Regions from separate parts of the Zea mays genome. Here regions 2 and 3 are each linked to region 1. The links are chromatin contacts, called in public Hi-C maps. All regions are on one chromosome and are shown on one strand. The core of a region is the stretch at or near the end of the contact, and the rest is flanking DNA. Distances in the headings are between cores, read along the strand shown. Region 1 holds the start of LOC103647333. Region 2 holds the start of LOC103647342 (ABC transporter B family member 21). Region 3 holds the start of LOC100275495.

Region 1 (3,322 bases), core at 584-3,083:
AAACCTCCTCTTCCACGTATATAAGATGTCGGTTGTGCAAAGGTGCGAGTATAGTCCCTTTCATATGTGTCCACAGCATCAAACTGCGGTGTAGGTATTTCTTGGGCATTTTTCTTACTGGGTGCTTGACTTCCCTGCAGAGTAGAGTGATATAATTCCTTTTTCCAGCATCCTTTGAAACAAATAGTAGCAGTCCACTAGATGTACCGTGGACATATTGGTTTAGGTGAGGGAGTTAGAGAAGCCCACATCAGACTATGTTTTCTTGTAACAGCAGAATAGCCCATACATAATTTAAACTGATCAGAAATATATACAATCAGATAAACCTAGCAAAGTAACGATTTTGAATTCTTCCAAGGACAAGACATTTAAGAAAAAGGGCACAATAAAACATCACTATTGTTTCAATTAGACGGAGATAAAAATAATTTTGTTGGAAATGCGCACCAACAAATTAGTGTACAATATGTCAATATCTGAACTATTGTCCAAAAAATAACAACCCATGTGTATCCAAATTCCAGTTAAGAGAACCAGACAATGAGTTCAAAATAGATTAATTGATAAAGGTTTGACCTTTTATAAATGTGGTGTACACAAATGAAAGTATGAACAGCAACAACTTCACTAACGACTCTTTGGACCTAAAGGTGAGTGGTATTGATAGGTTCATAAAGAAATGTGTGTAACAAGCTATTAAGGATACAGCCTGTATCATTCCACCAGAAAAGCCTTACTTCTAGCTAATTTTAACATAAGGCCATGGTTGGTTCCCAAGAATTGAGAGGAGCTGGAAAGTAATCTAATAATGAAATGGGAAGCACTTTCTACATATTGGTTTCAACTCATAGGATCCAAACAGGCCCTAAGAGATACTTTGTTACATTATCCACGTAAATTTAGTCACGCTGCATGTTATCGATATGCTAGTAAACTTTAATTGGCATGTCCGAACATCATTAGGATTGGAGTGATTACATGATATTACAACCTGCAGTCTAATCAGGTCCCTTTCATAGTTTCATTTCACATTTTCATTATGGGCCTATGGTCACTAAGACAACAACTACAGCAAACAGTACAGACACATGACGCACATTGTGAAAGCTTAGTTGGTGAAATGAGGATTCAAGCACAGAAGAAAGCTCAATTCATGTCACTTCAACACAGAAACAAACACTATGAGGTAATAAGGTCCATCATTTAACATTGCTGAAGCTCAAACTGAAGCTGCAAAATACCTCGCCCTCTGTCGTCTTGTTCGCCCCAGACGCGGGGAGCTCAGTTCCTGAGTGCCGCAGCAGCACCCCAGCCCTCGCAGAAGAAAGCGGCGCGACCCCTGGCTCCTCATCCTCGAACTCCCGCACAGACTTGAGGATGGGGAGCTTCTTATGGATGTCGAGCGGCCGCGGCCTGAACGAGAGCCTACTCATAGTTCACACCGCCCCCACAGCCGCTGCAACCTCATCTCATCTCCGCCCACCACCTCCTCGCCCAACCACCCGCCCGCACCGGCTCGCCCAAAGGCAGTGAACGAACGAGCAGCTCCGGCCCGGGAGAAACCCTAGGTCCGCGAGGGCCGAGTGGGAGGGCCGGGCGCGCGGGGGCGCGGAAGTCGCGAGGTATGACGCGGAGCAGTGTGGGGACGCAGTGGGGAGGAGGCTGGGGAGCTAGGATTAGGGTTTTGAACGGGTAATCGGACTTAGGGTTTGAAAGGAAACGGAAGCGAGGGAAGAAGGACGCGAGGAGGAAGAAAGAGGAAGAGCGTCGAGGGCCGGGAGAGGGAGACAGGTCGGGCCCGAAGCGGCGGTTGAGTAACTGTACGTGTACGTATCCGTACGGGCATACACGTAGTTGCATTTGTATTCGTAGTAGTATGTTTAAAATAAATTCTGAAATAACTTGACCCGCAAAAGTTGCAAAAGTTTACCAATTTAAACATTTGTATTTTTTGCTGCATCTGTATCTGTACTGTAGTTTAGGTTTCCACCGCCGTACGCCACGCATGAAACGCATAGATTTAGGGTGCCTCCTAAATTGAATTATGGTGAAATAGTAGAGGAGTGAATTGTCACTTTGTCATCATAAATAAATTAAAATAAGCTATTAATCCCAAAAGTGATATTTACCTTTCTACCATTCCATCGTAATTTAATTTAAATAATAATTTATAAGATAAACAAACAGGACCTTATTATCTTTCATGCATCTCGTTTAACAAACAGAGTGCAATAATAATACGGCAACTACAACCTTATCTCGCCAATAGGAGCGTATATACGTGTATGCGTGTATGTATATAAGAAATAAAAAAAGTATTTTAAAAATGTTTAACATTGATGTTGTACTAACGGTCTTTGGATTGTGCTTCCTTTGTATTTAGATCTATAGCCTTAAGATCTACTAGGTAGATGCCCGTGCGTTGCAACGGTATACAAAATATTCAACAAATTGTTAGTACACAAAAAATAACACCACATATTTTAGTTGCACCAAAAAATGATACATTCCCCGCTTGTAAGATTAGGGCCGCATTTTCTTCCTACTTTGCACCTCAGCGAACAACAAAAATCAAAGAACCATACAGTTCATAGACGCACTTGCACACTTGAAGAGCACTACACATCTCGTTATCCTCCCATACACCTAAGCAGCATGAGCTTGATTCCTGGGCATCCATTCCTTGTTATTGTTCACATTAATGAGGGTCTAAGAGTGGGGATGGGTTACAACAACATACAAAATATTAATATATAATGGTTACATAGGTGAAAACGTGTAAGCAGATATTTTACTCCGTTAGATCTAAATCCAACAGCATCTATATTTGCAGTTATTTATAAAAAATATATATTCAAAAAAAACATGCGAAGACATAGTGTGCGGTTCTGCTTCCCCATGAGGCCCTTGAGGAAGGGGTACAAGTGGACAATCACCTAGAACGCAAAGAAGAGCTTCCCGAAAAGAGGTCCCCATGACTGGTAACCGCTATTGATTGCGTAGGAAATGCCAGCGACCACGCCGACCAGGTTGATGATCAAAATAGTGGTTGGTGGGATCAGAAGCGTTGTCCACTTGAACATGTAGAGCTCGGCAAAATCACCTTCTTCATCAGTGGCAAATAAATGTGCAGAAAATACCACCAATGACCCAGAACTGCTCGTTCCTCCACCATTCATCAATGCCAACACCACTCCACCTCATCTCAAGGATACCAGTGGCAAAGATTGAGATAAAGAGCGATATAAACCAAACACTCTCTAGGTTACTAATCTGCATTCGAGAAAATAAGAGCAGTCAGAATCAATTCTTTGCAAAT
Region 2 (3,322 bases), core at 527-3,026, 230 kb after region 1:
TATCCCAATTTCTTAGATCATAAATGTCAGGTTGTTCATCAACACTACCAAATTGTGCATGTGCATCTGATGAATTAGATATATTCTCATGGTCACTTACATTGTTATCATCGATGTTGATATCAACTCGTTCTTCTTCGTTTATAGAATTGCCATTGGTTGATTCCTCTGCCCCCACGGGAACTATTGCCAACGCATACACATCATTTGGATTCGTCGAAGCACTAGTATTGCTCTTGAAAAACTTGTCAATAGCTCCTCTACGTGAGTCTATGAGATCATCCACACGTTTTCTTTTTTCTTTTTTCGCTTCCAGATGGATATCTTCTCGATGACATGATTACACAAAACACTAAAAATAAAAAAGATATATATCACAAATTGAATGATAATATAAGAGTAATCATTCCTGTCCTAAATAGTACGGTTATTATTAATCTCTTACCTTAAATTAGTCTAATTAGATTAGACCAACAATATGCAATAGCATTCATCAATCAATTGTTCATCACTGTCTCACTGGCTCTGGTTAGAAATAAAAGCAAATTAAACTAGTGAAAAAACAAAGAAAGTTGCAATGTACAAGAAATACCTATTAAGCAAGCAGCAATCTACCTTCGTGCTTCCTATCACTGCCTCACTGGTCCACTGGCTGCTGGCATTCAATTCAAAATCAAGCACGGAAGCAGCCAAGCAGAAGCAGGCACCGCTGGAAACACAAGTACAGAACCACAGTCCATAGGAGGAGGCGACTGGCGGCGTGACGGGCTGACGGCGTCCACGCGCAGACCGGCAAACGACAGACGCCAGGCGCCGAGCCTCCGGCAAGAGCAGAAGGCTAGCAACCGTCCAAGAGACCATGAGGCAGGAGCGATCGCCGATCGGCGATCGCGGGGGCGGACACCAGGCAGGACCGCAGGAGGCAGGCGGAGGTGGGGCCCATGTATTTTGAGGGAGAACAGGGATTTACCTACGCTAGGCAGTCATCCAGTGGAGTAGGAGCGTAGGACCTCTGTATTTTGAGGGAGGTGGGGCCATGTCTGCCTCCATCTAATAAAATAGGGAAATTTGGATCCATACCATTAAAAGATCACCACTTTTGATCCATACCATTACTATCTCACTTACATGTGGGTCCACATGAGTCAATGACATGTGGGGTCCATGGTATATATCTAAAGTTTGGATCTTTTAATGGTATAGATCCAATTGTTCCAATAAAATAATGCCTATGTTTTTTTAGAAAAATCAATATTCTAGAACTTTGACCAAAAATTGAGCAACAAAACATATATTTTATTGTCTGCATATTATATAGTTAAATTTGTATTAAAAAAACTTTAATATGATGTTTAATTTGTTTTTTGTTGATGTGATATTTTAAGGTCTTGTTTGGAACCTCTAAAACTAACAGTTAGCTACTAAAAAATTGTTGTTAAATTTCAAACACCATCCACTAATACCGTAGCTAATTGTTAGCTATCTCACAACTAACAATCAGTTCATTAGTTGGCTCAACCCAGCTAACAATTTATTAGCTGTCTAACTATTAGCTCTAGTGGTTATAAACATAGCCTAAAAGAATTAATGGTCAAAGTTTCACTCTAAAAACTTTGTCAAAAAAGATATAAGCTTTATTTTATTTTATTTTATTTTATGGGACGGAGTATTTCTCTCTATATATACGGAAACAGGTTTGGAAATAAATACACCTCTCTCTCTATAAATAAAGCAGTAAGTATCGTGGGAATCGTTTTAAAAAATCCTATAGTATCGCAATCGGTTTTTATTTTGTTACCGTGAACCCATGGCTACCGGGGAGGATGAGAAGGCGGCGGGGCGCGTGGCGTTGCACCGGCTGTTCGTGTTCGCGGACAGGACGGACGCGGCGCTCATGGCCGTGGGCGCCGTCGCCGCGGTGGCGAACGGGATGGTGCAGCCGATCATGGCCTTCATCTTCGGCGACGTCATTGACGCCTTCGGCTCCGGAGCCACCGACGGCGTCGTACGCAGGGTCGTCCAGGTAGCTGTGTGCCCTCTTGCACTTTGCTTTTGGCCCATAAGACACGCTTCGGCCCAAAGCTACTGCCAGGGGTGAAACGATTGGTGATTGCTACGTCAGGGTGATGGTTCTGACCAAAGCCCCATTCTCGTCTCAGGTGATCATGAACTTCGTTTATCTTGCCGTTGGATCAGGAGTAGCTTCAACCCTCCGTAAGTGGATTTGCTCTTCCAACCTAGAGGTATCATGTTGATGACTTTTATGTTCCCTAGAGGTATCATGTTGGACAATCGCCGGAGAAAGACAGGCGGCACGAATCAGAGCCATGTATCTCAAGGCAATTCTGAGGCAGGACATTGCGTTCTTTGACATGGAAATGAGTGCTGGGCAGGCAGTTGAGAGGATGGCAGGGGACACATTCCTCATCCAAGACGCCATTGGAGAAAAGGTACTATATATATATATATGCTTTGAGATTATATATTATGCAAGAGGTGAACTGCAAACAGATAAACTTAATTCCTACGGGTTTAATAATATGGACAATATGTACGACTACTATTCTAGTACCGAGTGAAGATTGCACCCAAAATTATCTCATCAATTTGGGCATCGTTTGATGCTATTTTTTTCCCGAAAACCTTTTCTGTCAAATTCTCTTTAGGTTGGGAAGGCCATACAACTCCTTTCTACTTTCATTGGTGGATTCATCATTGCATTCACGAGAGGATGGCTCCTGGCCCTTGTCATGCTTTCAAGCGTCCCTCCGATTGCCATTGCCGGTGCAATTGTTTCAAAGTTGATGACAGGGCTCTCCACCCGAATGCAAGCAAACTACAGTGATGCTGGAAACGTGGTGGAGCAAACTCTTGGTGCCATTAGGACGGTTTGTGCTATTAGCTAGCAAACACTTCTTCCTTTTTTGTTTTGTCTATTCATTTACTATCATCACCAGTAACTTCCTGATATATATCCTGCTTACCTGGTTTATCTGTCCATGCTTATCTGAAGGTTGTTTCATTCAATGGCGAGAATCAGGCTATAACAAAATATAACATGTTCATAAGAAAGGCGTACCGGTCTTCTCTGCAAGAAGGTGCTGTAAATGCCCTTGGATTCGGTTCTGTGATAGCAATCTTATTTTCAAGTTATGGCTTGGCTGTTTGGTATGGATCTAAGCTGATAGTCGAGCGAGGTTACAATGGTGGCATGGTCATTTCTGTTATCATGTCTGTCATGATCGGAGCAATGTAAGATTTCTGTTATCATTTAAAATTTTCTTAAACGAACAATGACAATGACAATAAGCGAGCTATATAT
Region 3 (3,322 bases), core at 442-2,941, 150 kb after region 1:
AGTGGCTATGGTGGCAGTGCCTGCGAGACCCCAAAATTTGCTGCGTACCTTTAATGGCGTCCATAAACTCCCTCGCCTTTGACACCGCCAGCCATGGTAGTGCTCTGACTGGTTGTTTGTGATGCCCAGCACTGTGTTGAGTGTGTTAGTTGTGCTGTGTTGGTTTAGAGATAGTTATGTTTGTGGTTGTTTTGAGTTGCTCTTAAGTTGCTAGTTGGGTTGTTTTTTTACTAAGATGCTATTAGTTGGATCTAGTTGCAGTTAGGTTGCTAGCTGGGTCGTTTCTACTAAACTGGCTTAGTGCAGTTATACCTGAGCAAGTACTATAACACAGCTAACGTTGAGTTGCACAAGAGTAGCACACTCTCTAGACTTATGTTTTTTGGGTCCGGTTTCCACCCAAAAAACTGGGCTCAGTGCAAAGCTAACGACAAAACGAATCAAGCAGTAAATAAGATATAAGGGCTAGTTTGGAAACTTAAATCCTCTTATTCTCCGGGAATCTCGGATGAGATTTAAGTTTCCAAACTAGCCATAAAATTCAATAAAGAGACACTATACCTATATTAACTTTTCAGGAAAGAATCATTAGAAATTTGAACAGATACAACGGAATTTGCAAAAAAAAAAGAGAATACACAAATGCAAACCCATTCAGTTAGGTAACAGAGACTAATTGCACCATGAAGCTCCCATAATTTATATTGGTATATGGTATAAGTACAATTCATGATAATTGATTCACTGTCTTACATAAATTGGAACTTGGAACACACCTGCAGAGGATAAGCTCCGGTATCCATCCCATTTGTTGGAGTTTATTAGAAACGCTGATTGCGTCAGCTCTCCCAGCCTTGCTTAGAGGTCTGTCATGATCTGACATCAGGACACATATTACACGCTGCTTTTCACAAAGAAATGCAGGAGGCCAGCAACCACACAAGAAAAAACACATTTGTGTTTCTAGTAATGGAGCCCCCGTTCAAAGAGTTGGTATACCAATTAGACATAATGCCTATAGTATTTCATCTTGCCCAAATGGCCAATGCACCAGCACAGCACTATACAAGATACCACTACATTCCCCTACTCTAATAAAACGCAGAGCTAGAGGCAACAGCTACAACATTTTAGCAGAAACTAACTAGGGTGCGGCAAACAAGCATCCATTTCTCAGCATCCAATGCTCCTTCCTATCCAGTTTCCAGTGCAGGGTCAATCAAATCGACACACACGGACTCTTGGACACGCGCAGCCAATTTGTCGAAGACGCCGCCGTTTGAGCATACCTCTAGTGGAGCGGCCCCCGGCGGTGCTCTCCCCGTGGCGGAGGAGGATGAGGCGACGGCGCGGCATCGAGGAGGGCGCGCCCAAGACAGCCGGCTCCGTGGCGGCCGCCGGCGCATCGACGGAGACGGAGACAGAGCGGGCGACGGCCGGAGGCGGGCGGAAGGCGGCCGGCGTGCGAGAGGAGGTGAGGAGGCGGAGCGGGGCCGAGGAGGGAGGCGAGGAGCAGCGGGAGAGCAGCGCGGGAACAGGAGGAGCTGGAGCTCTCATCTTCCGGTAGCTATGGCCTATGGGTTGGGTAGATGACATGGGAATATGGGATGCTACGAAAACGGGAGGGAGGAAGAAAGGATAGCTGACGTTGCTCGCCTACTTGTTTCTACAAGCCGCTCGTGTCGTGCGCCCTAGATTATGCTAATTTTCTCGCTTTTGTATTTTCAGCTGAATTTGCTCGTGCACTCTTGCTAGTAGTTCGTACAAAAATCATAGACAAACCATACGGTTAGCTCGAGGAAAACATATCTTTGTATGTAACATAGCCAAATCGAAGGGGTAGTCGGAAACATATTACGTACCTACTAGAAAAATTGCTCGTGCTTTTCGTGAGTATGTGCTCGATATATTTACACAAACCTAAAAAATGTTGCTACAAATATATAGAAAGAATAATATATATAAGTAATATAATTATTTGAATAGATAATTGTTCGTAGTAGTATGGTAGTTCAATATATTTCTATATATTAATATTTTAAGCTTTATAATTTTAAAATCAAAGAACATGAAGCTAATAGGTGGTTGACACCTCATCTCCATGGTTAAGCATGCGACTAGCTAAATTTGAGTGGATGATTTACATTATTAAAAGTGAATGTCTAAATGAATATGGGCCTTTTCATGTTTATAAATAGGCTATTTCGTGCCCTCGTAAAAGGGTCGTGCTCGTGCCTGTCCTAGATCACGACCTCGGTCCAAGCACGACCTGATGCATAATTTTGGGCCGGATAGATCTAAAATTATTTCGGGGCGTGTCATGTTTGGGTCATACTTTTTCGTGCTTTTAGACCAGCCCATCAGACCCGACTCAAATACACACATCTATTGAAGTGTTTTTTCTTTAACCTATATACATGTACATGTTGTGTGAAGTAGTAAACAATATTAGAGCCTGATTAAAGACAACTATTCATATACCCGTGCATTACTATGGTATATATATATACTAATCTATTAAAAACCTATATTAAAACCCTAATGTGGGCACCTGGTGATACCACGGCTTCACCCTCCGCGCTACCTGAAAGGGAAATGTGCCTTTGGGCCATTTCTAAGTATTTTGGTGATTGAGTGCCAACACAAGTGCTTTTGTATTGATCTATGCAATATGGTGGACAAAGTGCAAATCATGTCAAAAGGTATGTTTCTAAACTTAGTACATTGTTTTGAGGATTAATGTATTGTGTCCAAGTGCTGGAAACAGGAAAGATTGAATTGGAAATGAGATGGCTCTGTTCAGCCAAAGTCAGCTCGGTCTGGGTGCACCGGACTGTCCGGTGGTGCACCGGACAGTGTCCGGTGGTACACCGGACAGTGTCCGGTGTGCCAGGCTGGCTCAAGCGAACTTGCTGCTCTCGGGAAGAAATAAATGGCGTATGGCTATAATTCACCGGACTGTCCGGTGTGCACCGGACAGTGTCCGGTGAGCCAACGGTCGCCGGGCCAACGGTCGGCCGCTTAATCCGGGCGCGACGCGTGGCCGAGCCAACGGCTAGAAGGAGGCACCGGACTGTCCGGTGTGCACCGGACAGTGTCCGGTGTGCACCGGACAGTGTCCGGTGTGCCAACGGCTCCAAGACTGCCAACGGTCGGCTTCGCCAAACAAGGAAGGAAATCCGCACCGGACTGTCCGGTGCGCCAGGCGACAGAAGGCAAGAATTGCCTTCCCTGATTGCTCTCAACGGCTCCTAGCTGCCTTGGGGCTATAAAAGGGACCCCTAGGCGCATGGAGGAGTTATCCAAGCATTCTTTGAGCATA

The links. Hi-C and Micro-C count contacts between places; a contact is called where the count stands out from the background.
Region 2: a Hi-C map of leaf shows a contact between it and region 1, with 8 times the contacts expected there. The contact joins the promoter of LOC103647342 here to the promoter of LOC103647333 in region 1. A contact is called at or near these places in 3 of 25 Hi-C or Micro-C datasets (ear, leaf and tassel).
Region 3: a Hi-C map of leaf shows a contact between it and region 1, with 6 times the contacts expected there. The contact joins the promoter of LOC100275495 here to the promoter of LOC103647333 in region 1. A contact is called at or near these places in 3 of 25 Hi-C or Micro-C datasets (ear, leaf and tassel).

What each region holds. Positions count from the first base shown.
Region 1 is chr2:176,741,356-176,744,677 of Zm-B73-REFERENCE-NAM-5.0, forward strand. LOC103647333 reads right to left here and starts at 1,834. Exons shown (of 11, transcript XM_020548471.2): 1 at 1,245-1,834; 2 at 5-134. The coding sequence starts at 1,436. It also overlaps the pseudogene LOC103649104.
Region 2 is chr2:176,970,730-176,974,051 of Zm-B73-REFERENCE-NAM-5.0, forward strand. It overlaps LOC103647342 (ABC transporter B family member 21), which reads left to right and starts at 1,777. Exons shown (of 12, transcript XM_008671883.4): 1 at 1,777-2,023; 2 at 2,160-2,214; 3 at 2,275-2,450; 4 at 2,667-2,888; 5 at 3,014-3,252. The coding sequence starts at 1,808.
Region 3 is chr2:176,891,423-176,894,744 of Zm-B73-REFERENCE-NAM-5.0, forward strand. LOC100275495 reads right to left here and starts at 1,692. Exons shown (of 5, transcript XM_035965397.1): 1 at 1,290-1,692; 2 at 777-876. The coding sequence starts at 1,596.